Linked DNA regions of Danio rerio: region 2 is linked to region 1. Evidence: chromatin contacts called from public HiCAR-type data. All regions are on one chromosome and are shown on one strand. The core of a region is the stretch at or near the end of the contact, and the rest is flanking DNA. Distances in the headings are between cores, read along the strand shown. Region 1 has its middle 210 kb from the start of sall1a. Region 2 holds the start of sall1a (spalt-like transcription factor 1a).

Region 1 (5,058 bases), core at 2,102-4,601:
CTTATCATTGCAAAAAGGCTTGAATTAAAATAACAAATACATCACATTATCATTGGGAAAGTTCTAACTGTAGTATTTCTCACAAACTTACATGAGATCTGCTTCTTTTTTATCTGTCACTGTGCTGTTTATCTGACACAGCCGAGGTGGAGATTAAGGCACACTCTGACAGGCATGTGGGAACGGTGGGTGGGGAAAACGGCACAGGCAACAAAAACAGCTACAATGTGTTAAGAGCAGATAATCACAATATTCTGAAATGTATAATAAATATTCTGATGGGTGTTTTAAGCTAAAACTTAACATACACATTCTAAAGAGACACAAAGGCTTATCTTAAATCTTCAAAAAGAGGTTCCCTTTAATATAACCGAAAATTGACATTCCCAGAATCCCCCGCATGATTTTTTTTTGTTGACATTACTTTTGTTCTTTTGTCAAAAACTTGTTGTCAGTAATGTACATTAGAGATTTATGCTACGTTTAATTTTAATAATATTTTTGGCATTATTTAAACTTCATGTTAGCTATTATAGCTTGTGGATGAGCACCTTCCCCGTGCTATTAGTATGTTTCTCTGTTTGTGGACAAGCTTTTTGTGGTTGGTTCATAGTGTCATTTTCTCATCAGCACATGCTTTTGGTTGTGTTTTAGTCTGTGTTGTAAAGGGATGATTTGTTGATGTTAGTACTTAAAAAATGTATGTGTATAACACTATAAATGGTATAATTATTGTTATCGTTTCTACCAGAAATTTAACAGTAAATTTCTAGCAACCGTAGCTGCCAGTTTGTTTTCTTATCATAAATTTGACTGATTTGTTTTTTTTTTTATGTATGAGTGGTTGTAGTTTGAGTTGATTCTTGTATTTGTGCAATTATTCTATTCCACACATGCAGACGGCGTAACACATACACAAAGTGTTTTCCTTGTTGTTCCTTGTTGCCTGGATCTTCCTGACCTTTGCTGGCAGTATTGATCCGACTTTTTCCCCGGCCTTCTCTGTTCAGACTAACACATATAATTGCTATTGGGTTCCAATGACCCTCTCTGCATGTCTGGGGATGCTTTACTGCTGATATAAATCAATTCACACTCACAGAAACAATATGTGGCCATTACTGCTGACGAGGGTTTGAAAAGGCTGCAGAGGGAGAAGCTTCAATAAAGGATGATTAGAGCACACAGATCTATGCCGGAGGAAGTGATAGTAAGCAAAAAGCAAGCAGAACGACAAGCAAAAGTCAATCATTCTTGATTTTAGCTTCCGTGTGCATGGGCAATTGTGATTGAACTGAAGTTGTTCTGAATTAATGTTAAGATAAAGATCGGGAAGATGCGTTTGTTCCTTCCCAAAGAAAGTCATCAGCTTTTTTTTTTTTTTTTTTTTTTTTCTCCAAGAATTAATACAATGGAGTTTTCAAGTTTGCCAGTTTTGTGTGAAAGCTTGAGGCAAGCATTATGAGAAGTTGCTGGTATGATTATAAATCCTCAGCGCTTAATTTGTGTTTCCTTCCCGTCTTCCTGAACACACACTTAATCTCAACAGGTGTGACTGTTAAAGGAGGTAAAATCATTTTGAAACTTCATAGCCTGCGTCGTACCCACACCTTCATCTCGCTTGCATACCTCTCACCTCTTCATATGCAAAAAGGCATCTAATATATTTATAAAAGGTGCGAGGTTGTGAACACACAGCCCTGGCAAACATTTGCATAATTATTTTGCATAATTATTATGCATGTGATTTATGTGGCACGGTTTGAAAAGTTTTTCACATAGGTTGTTGTCAACATAACCTTTTTTATAGTAGCATAAATTAAGGCATAGGTGCTGAAGCTTTTTTCCCCCTTGCAGTTAAATACACGACATGGGAATTTAAAACAATTTTCACTTTTAAGCTAATTGTGTCACATTTTAGTTATTATATTTGAGCATTTGAAGAAAATTTAGTAAAGTGTTAATTCATTCCAGACAGCATACATTTTCCGATTGTGTCATTATGTTGATGACTGAAGTGATCAACTGAATTTTCTGGAGACAGTAGGCTATATAATTTTTCTAGATTGGTATTTATGGTTTAAAATTATTTTTCTCAAACCAAAAAAAAGCAATGATAATAAAATTAATAGTTAATAGCTGCTTCTGTTGATCACACACACATACTGTACGCACACTTGCGTGCAAAGTTCTCATATATTTAAAACTGAATACATTAACTCTCGTTCAAGCATGAAAAGTGCCATTGCTTTCTCTTATTTTGGATTCCCTGCTAGCCATGGCAACCCCATTACTGTCGTATTTTCAATAATTAATCATTCATGTTTTCAATATGAGCCGTCCATTCATTCTTTTCCGTTGCACCTTAATGGTTTTGGGCTGTTGCAAATTTGGAGTCTCTCTTGTACCTGTCCGCAGAACATTCCCAGTGTTTATACAGCTGCCATGTGACTTGCTGTCCTCTCTCAGGCCATAGGACCTGGTCCCAAATATTTCATTTCCCAACTAAAACAACCAGCCCCCCTTTTTCAAAAGCACACACACACACACACACACACACATGGTACACACACACACACGGTGATGAATGTGTAATCACACTGATTAAGTTGTTATTAGAGGGCAGGAGATCCTCTGTAGGAAATGGGGGTGAGACACACAGATGATTATTTACATCCCTCTATTCTAACCGCAGCTGGAATAGAGAGGGGGAGGCAAAGAAATATGAATGCACGGCTTGGTGGGGTCTAGGTAAAGCTTTCTGTTTTCATTATGTGATGATGAAAATGGCGAAGAGTATCATTTAATATAATCACTGGAAAGTTTTATATATCAATGATCTTTCACACTTTTTTCGGACTACTTTTTCTATGAAGCTCATAGGTCTGGTGTCTTTTTGCCCTTTATACCTTTGTTTACCAGAAGGTGGTGCTGCTGCATCTTCTCTATCAAACTTTTAAAGCTTAGAGAGAACAAGCTTCGTACTGCTTCCCGGTACCCATGTCTTTGACTCCTCTCTCTCTCTCACACACACGAACACACACACGCACACACACACATATATATATAAACTGAGTTGACGTACTGTATGAAAGTAAGAAATAGATATTAGTGTACGTAAACATGTATACATATCTGTTTGTGTGTATGTGTGTTTTGCGTTTTCTAATTACTTCCTGGCCTAAGTGTAGATTTCCTGTTTATGTCATGGTATAAATTTGAACAAATTATATGATTTAAGAAATAAAATCAATACAGATTACGATATTTGACTATTTTCTGACTTTTACTCTGTTTCTTCTCCCACACACACTCACTCTCTCCCTCTCTTTTACGCTGTGAATGTGTGTGTGATGCAGCAGCATTTAAAGTCTCGTTCTGTGACACTGACTCTTAAAAAGAGATAGAAAGAGAAAGGGGCGAGAGAGAGAAGCAGGAAAAGAGAGAAGAAAAGAAATTGTTGTTGGTCTCGGGGAGAGTGAGGGGCAGTCGAGCAGTGATGCGGCGTCGAGCACCGGTATCATGGAGTTCTCAGTATGCAGAGGAGAGAGAGGTGTGTATTTACGTTTAGTGTCTTTACTGAATGCAGTGTGTAAGAGAGGTGTGTACAATGTGAGGCCTACGACAAAAAAATGGCAACAACAAAAAGTATTGATGACCTACAATCTTGTTACTGTTGTAATGGTTAATATTACTTAGTACTTATATTATATTCAATACATCATTGTTGGGTAAATCGTCTTCCATTTCTAATCTAATCTTAATTCTAGCCAGATAATAGGATGCATTTATAGTTTCAAAATGTTGATGAATGATTTTTGTTTATATTTATATCTATAGGATGACTCATAATTAAGATTTCACACACAATAGAAAAGCATGTATACTGTACATGGTCACACACAACACACACATAATTGAGTTGAGGGTAAATTGACAGGTTATGATGGCATACCAGCTAAAAAGACTTAACAAACAGGTGTAAAAAAATATATAATAATGTAAAAATAATATAAAAATAATGTCCATAGTGTATAGTAAATATTAAGTAATTATTTATTTATTCTGAAAGTCTGGAAATGTGAACAAGAAATATATTAATATTTGTTTTCTGTTACTTGATTCAAAAGTTAACATTTATTATTATATCCCTGAAATTATTTTACAAATACACACATTGTTAAATCTACTTAAATCTAATCGATTAAAAAAAATAGATTCAGTACAGCATTGGTTTTTAAATCAAATAAGGCGTCGAATACTCACGTCTGTGTGTACAGTATGCCGGTGTGTTTGTATGTTTTGTGGCAGCCTCTTTCTCTCTCTCGACATTCATCTGCATGTTGCCAATGATTTTAACAGTTTAAAACCAATCTCTCACTCACTGGGTTCAGAAGGGGCTCTTCACAGTTTGGCTGTCTTCTAACTGTTGATTGTGTGGCAGTTCTGTCACCACTTTTCTCTTCGCTGACAGCTAATGGAGTGTATCTTTGGAGCACTGCAACTCTATTTTAAAGTTACAATTAGGGGGAAGTTGTCATTACACACTGCAGTCATTTTCGTGAAGTTAATTGGAAGAGATTCTTAAAGTTCTCTTGGCTGTTCTTGCAGTGAAAACGGCGCTCAACAGTCTGCCTAATTTTCCTGTCTTAAACTGTGTGTTCAGGTGTGCTGGATGTCTTACGGCACACACACTCCCCCCCACCACACACACACACACACACATCTCAGTAGCTTTGTCTTGAATTGGATGTCACAAGCCTCCAGTCATGAGTTTTCCATCTAAATTATCTTATATACCAGATTCCAGCGCCATATTAAATCTGGGGGAGCTCTCTTATTGGGGGAAGGTTCCGCGCTAATCCAATTGTGCAATTAGAGAAGCAATAGGGGGAGAGGAGAGAAGATCTTGGTTTGTACCATTGACCTTTGACCCCAGCTTGAGCTGAGCTAATGCCGTGTTGGAGATGAGCAACTTCATTGGTGCGCTTATTACGTCGTGACCGTAATGTGTAAAGAAACTGTTCGCTCTGGTCGATATTAGAATGAAGCTGATGC
Region 2 (5,420 bases), core at 302-2,801, 210 kb after region 1:
ATGGAGCACTTAGACTCAAGATTTTAAACAATATCAAATATAAAATAACGAACAGAAAAAAAATGCGTTTTTATTATTTTTTTTAAAAAAGGTCTGGGATGTTATCGCTATGTAGTAATGCATTTTTTTGCATATGTGTGCTTTTGAAAAAATAAAAATAAATAGGAAATTATTAGTTGTTAAATAGATGTGTGCAGGCGCTTCAGTGCGTAAAGTTAAAGCAAAACAATAATTGCTCGAGTATTGTTGTTCGTGGCTCTTTTATACAAACTTTTGATTTTTGCAAATAAACTATTTAAAACTTGTTAATATAGCTAGCTTATAGCACAAGTCCTCGTCTTAAGAATAAGTAGTTTAAACAACGACGTAGTTTTCATCCTGGTTAAACTGACTCTTAATGGCACACCGTCGTTTCCAAACACTTTCTTGATGGTTTCCAGACTTTTTCAACTTTTTGCGACTTCTACATTTTATCAATGCAGATTCGAGCTCTCTCTTCTCCACGACCGCCTCGAAACGTAAAAAGCGAAATATATATTGAGCGAAATCATTTTCAAACAGGCTGGATGGGATGCTTTCGCGCAGCTGAAGAGTTGCGCTGTGAACCACGAGCGCTTCCTCTGTCTGCCGGTCGCGCGGTGAGAGAGTGAAGGAGAGGTGGGTGCGAGACCGAGAGGGACAGAGAGCGCGAGTTATGATAGAGCAGAGCACTGGCCAATAGAAGAACAGAGGGGTGGGGCTCGGGATTTCTCACCGTTCTGCATGGGCCCTTAAAGTTTGTTTGTTCGCTGAATGCGGCGTGTGATGAAAACGTGTTACTGATCCCGTTCGGCAATAATCAGATGAATCTGATTTGGGACATCTGATATATTCTTTGGACTTTCGAGACGCCGATAGTTGCCATTACGCACGAAACTCGGCTGACCGACCTACTTTTAACACCGTTGCCTTGAGGAAAGAGAGCGAATTGGTGAGAAACGGTGCGCTTGCAGTCATCCAGGAGCTGAATTACAGCAACTTTAATGCCAATCACAAACCAGGATACGCGATACGCTCCGAAACGTCAAGCCACGGGAAAGGAAGATCTTTGGCAGAGAGTTTGAGTCTCCGGACACTTTTGGGTGAATTGCAACTTTTGAGCGCCACTTTGATGCCCAGACAGATCAAAAGATACGGTTGGTCTTTCGAAAGAGAAATTGACATTCCTGTAGTGGCTAAGTTAAGCTCTAACGTGGCCACCAGATGGTTGCTAAGAAGGGTTAAACTGTATCTAAAGGGAGTTGGAAAATCCAGCCTTTCTTCCTCACGGATCAACTCATTGGGTGGGAGCAGCAAGAGAGACAAGAGTCCCCAGCAAATCAGCGGCTAATTGATTAAAGAGACTTCATTTGAATAGGGGGCTGGCAAGGTGCCAATCGCCTTTCAGAGGACCCCCCACCCCCCTCCCTTCCATGATTAATCGCGAGGCATTATTGATAATCATAACAGGACACATGCGCGGTGGATGGGCTCGATTTCCGTAATTTTGAGCAGATTTGATAGTAATTTTTTATTCTTTCGTGGCTGATGCGTGAGCCAGCATGTCGCGGAGGAAACAAGCGAAGCCGCAGCATTTCCAGTCCGACTCGCAGCTGGTCCTAGCCGAGCACAATGGTGAGTTCAAGCCCTTATTACACACAGCAACTCAGTTTGCACTATTTTCACAAAGGATTTATAACTTAATTTTAATTATTGTTGGTTTTAACATTTTTAGAGTGAATCCCCCTTGTTTTTAATCCCAGGCAAGGAACTGGTCATCGTATTCTTTCTTTATAGCTAATATTTGTGCTGCTGAAGGGACTGCTGTATTTTTAAAGTACAGTTGGAAACTTTTAGACTTCCCGTGCTATTGTCAGAAATCAGTTTGTGCTTAACACAAAGGCACTTTTACGCATGTTCTGTGTGATATTCTTCAATGAACAAACATATTTCTGCAATTATTGTTTATTTATTAACAAATTGGTTTCCAGTTGTAATTTGGGTGACGTTTGCGCGTTACTTTATTTTTTAAGGCTTTCAAATTTCACCATACAGCATTCATTGGCAAAAGTTAAAACTCATCGAATTAGTTTGGTTCTGGCCCGTTTAAGTTGCCCACACAAGTGGGGATTCGCATGGTTTCAGCTTTTCCCCCTCCTCCTCTCTTGTGTTGCATCTCTAGACCTCGGTACCGCCAAAACACACAGAAACGACATTAAACCTATTATTTAAACAATTCTTTTATTTTGTGTATAGTTTTACACAGTTTTATCTCAGTGGCACACTGTTCCTGTCGCGCTCCGTTATCAAAGATTATATAATGCTAACTTTTATAAACGTTGGTTAAATCAACGAAACTTTTTTTATTAAAATATTTTACTATTATTTCTCAGGTTTCTTAAACTTTAAAAGAGGTATATAGTAAACCGAATCAAAGTTAAACAGCATGTAGTCACAGGCGATCGAACAACGAAATCACATAATCTCATGTAATCGAGCTTTTCTATTATGACTTCATACTTATATAATTTTGTTTCTTTTTTGCGTCATTATAAATTCTGTCTTATACAATAGACGGATTTTGAAAACACGCTTTAATATTTTCACGTGCAGTTTTAAATGCGTTTTAAAATGAGATTTTATATCAAGAGCTGATTTACTAAACTGTGCCATGTAGTTTCCGACACACTCTGTCCCACACTGTGACACAACTCATCTCTCAAAGCCTACCGTGCGTTGACAACTTTTAAAGCATCAGTTTATACACATTTAGGCTAAACAAATGAAAATCCAAAATTATGAATTTGTTATTTTACTTTGAATATATAAGTAACGACATGAACCTAACTATAAGTATGCTTTTTTCTAATAGCATATGCTCTCATGCTAAATTTAATTCAATAGTTTTTTAATATGTGAGAAGATTTCAGCTTCAAGTCAGACAAGCAGTCACTAAAGGTTTTGCAAGAGCCGTTGACTACAAATTTAGGTCTTATATGCTACCTGTTTTACTACTTCTAAACTGCACATATCAAAGGCCGTCTCAGGTCTATAAAAAGAATAGAAAGGGCATACTGAACATTTTGATCACTTAGTGTCTTGTTTGAACCATTTTAAAACGAGTGTGTCGGGGGAACTGTCCTATCTATTGCTTAACTCAGCGTTTTGTAAGCTATCATGTTTCTGATTAGAATGGGACCTCTGAAGAGGTAAGGATTTTATTTCATATCGAAACTGCATCCAACTAATTTTCTAATAAAAAAAATATCTATTTTAATCAGTTTTATCTTAAATATTCCGTTCTGGATTATTTGATTTACCAGAAGTGACATACTTGTATGCTAAAGAGAAAGTATGCCATAGAAATAAAGCACTTTTCTTTGACTGCGGCTTACCTTCAGTTCTTACAAGATTCATAGAGACATTAATGACTGGCACATCGCGATTATTAATACTTCAAATAACACTTGAATTCAACATTGTTTACGCCTTCCATCTTCACTTTAAATTGACTAATCAAGTCTTCTAAATGAAAATAAAATAAACGGCTTTTTGTTCAATTTCATGGGCCGCTGTGGACACCAGTTGCTATTAGAAGACATAACTTTCAGAGGCTTTCCTTAATGTGTTGATGTTCGATTATATGAAATATAAATATAGACAAATTTATCAGTACTATTAATTAGTCTAAATCATCCACAGAATTTTATAAAAAATATTTTCGCTGATATAATTGATGAGATGCAATAATAATTACACCCTCTTATTTTACCATATAGCCCTCTTAATTTGAGAACATGCATGTGCAGCAATCAGCTCGATGTTATTAAAAATTAATACGAGAACAGGCCCAGATTTGCAAAAGTAGTTGTTTGGCGTCTTCCGTGAGAAATGCATTCAAAAGTGAAGTTTATGTGATTAATGCTAGAATTTCAGAAACGAAAAAACAAATCTTCAAAATCATGCCATTGCTGGATTTTCCCGTTCAAATTTAATAATGAATTGAATAGCAGTGTTTGTCAACCGCTGTCATCTGACCAAGTTCACATTTTTGCAAAAAAAAAAAAGCTCATTCAAAGCAAGAGGCGAACTGATTTTTTTAGATACATTGTTATACTGCTATATTTTTTAATTCACCATTTCTTAATAACGCTTTGTTTTTCGTAACTCTTAGTGTAAAACAAAACTTAATGAGTACAGAAAAAACTCCCCTTTAGTGTCTGCTCTCCTGAGGAAAACTAAGCTGATTTTCTCCCAATGCTTTGCGGCCTGTGTGAGGAATTAGAAAGCAGTATTACGGTTAGTCTGAGGTGAGAAGTCTGTCCCTGTTGGCCTGTCACTGAGGGTGGGATGTAGAGCTTTTTTAACCTTTGCCAGGCTCCCTCTGTGGGGAGGCAAGGAGAGATCAGGTCACGGTGTGTTCATGTGTACCATGTCTCTGACCTCCACCATGCTGTGCTATAGCCAGCCAAACAGGGGCTCTTACTTTTTTCCTGGTGTGTGTGTGTGTGTGTGTGTGTGTGTGTGTGTGTGTGTGTGTGTGTGTGTGTGTGTGTGTGTGTGTGTGTGTGTGTGTGTGTGTGTGTGTGTGTGTGTGTGTGTGTGTGTGTGTGTGTGTGTGTGAGGAGGTGGGGGTGATGTGGATTGAGATCAATGTTGCTGTTTTCCCCTTTCACCTCAGCAAATTTGCCACTCACCCACCCAGAGAGACTGTCAAGGGAGGTCCCACTTCCAAACACATACAAGCATCGCAAACATCAGGGATTTTGTATCTTGTCGTTTTGCCAGTGTTTATGTGGTGGAAGTTTTGGAAGGGGTTTCGATGTCCGAAATAAAAAAAAAAAGTCTCCTCTCACTCTCGTTCTTTTAAGAGCATGTCCTGTGAATTTAGGATGAGGGCTCGGTGAGCAGCAGAGAAGCCTTTCCCAGGCACACCATCTAGTGTTCAGTAGGAAGTTTTCTATGGCTTGAGAGAGAAAGTGAGGGAGGGACGCAAAGAGAAAGCAGGAAAGTTGAGGGCGGGTGGAAGACAGTAAGGGACACAGAAGAAGGTTGTAAGTGAACGGTAACTCACTCTTGGAAGTCACAACTAGCAAGTCGCCTGCAGCTGAGAAAAGTAACGTAGACATTACAAATTATTCTTATTTATCCTCTCTTTTTTCAAGTTACTCTTTTTTAATTTTTGTACTAACCACATCACCAGCTTTCACTTCTTCCTTTGTCTTGATTTGCTTGGGATGAGATCTTTGACCTTGCTCTGTAGCATGCCGATGATGACCCAAAGCCATCACACTGTAAAAAAATCTCATCAAATCTAGCTCTGCCTAACTAATCTACAGCTCCGCACACAGCCATGCATAATAGCTTTCACAAACTAGCTTTATTTCTTGCTTTCCATACTG

Evidence for each region. HiCAR-type assays count read pairs that join an accessible place to other places.
Region 2: a HiCAR-type map of caudal fin shows a contact between it and region 1, with 15 times the contacts expected there. The contact joins the promoter of sall1a here to the enhancer-like site in region 1. A contact is called at or near these places in 4 of 18 Hi-C or Micro-C datasets (caudal fin, embryo and fibroblasts) and 2 of 4 datasets of contacts at active chromatin or transcription factors (caudal fin and embryo).

The regions. Positions count from the first base shown.
Region 1 is chr7:37,373,555-37,378,612 of GRCz12tu, forward strand. It overlaps a transcript of sall1a not described here. Among named protein-coding and RNA genes, the nearest start is that of sall1a, 210 kb to the right of the region's middle. Within about 2 kb of position 3,352, at least 6 of the 62 cell types and tissues checked have an H3K27ac peak or open chromatin away from gene starts, as enhancers often do. A contact at or near this core is called in caudal fin, where this site is marked.
Region 2 is chr7:37,584,454-37,589,873 of GRCz12tu, forward strand. It overlaps sall1a (spalt-like transcription factor 1a), which reads left to right and starts at 1,552. Exons shown (of 3, transcript NM_001146014.1): 1 at 1,552-1,653. The coding sequence starts at 1,581.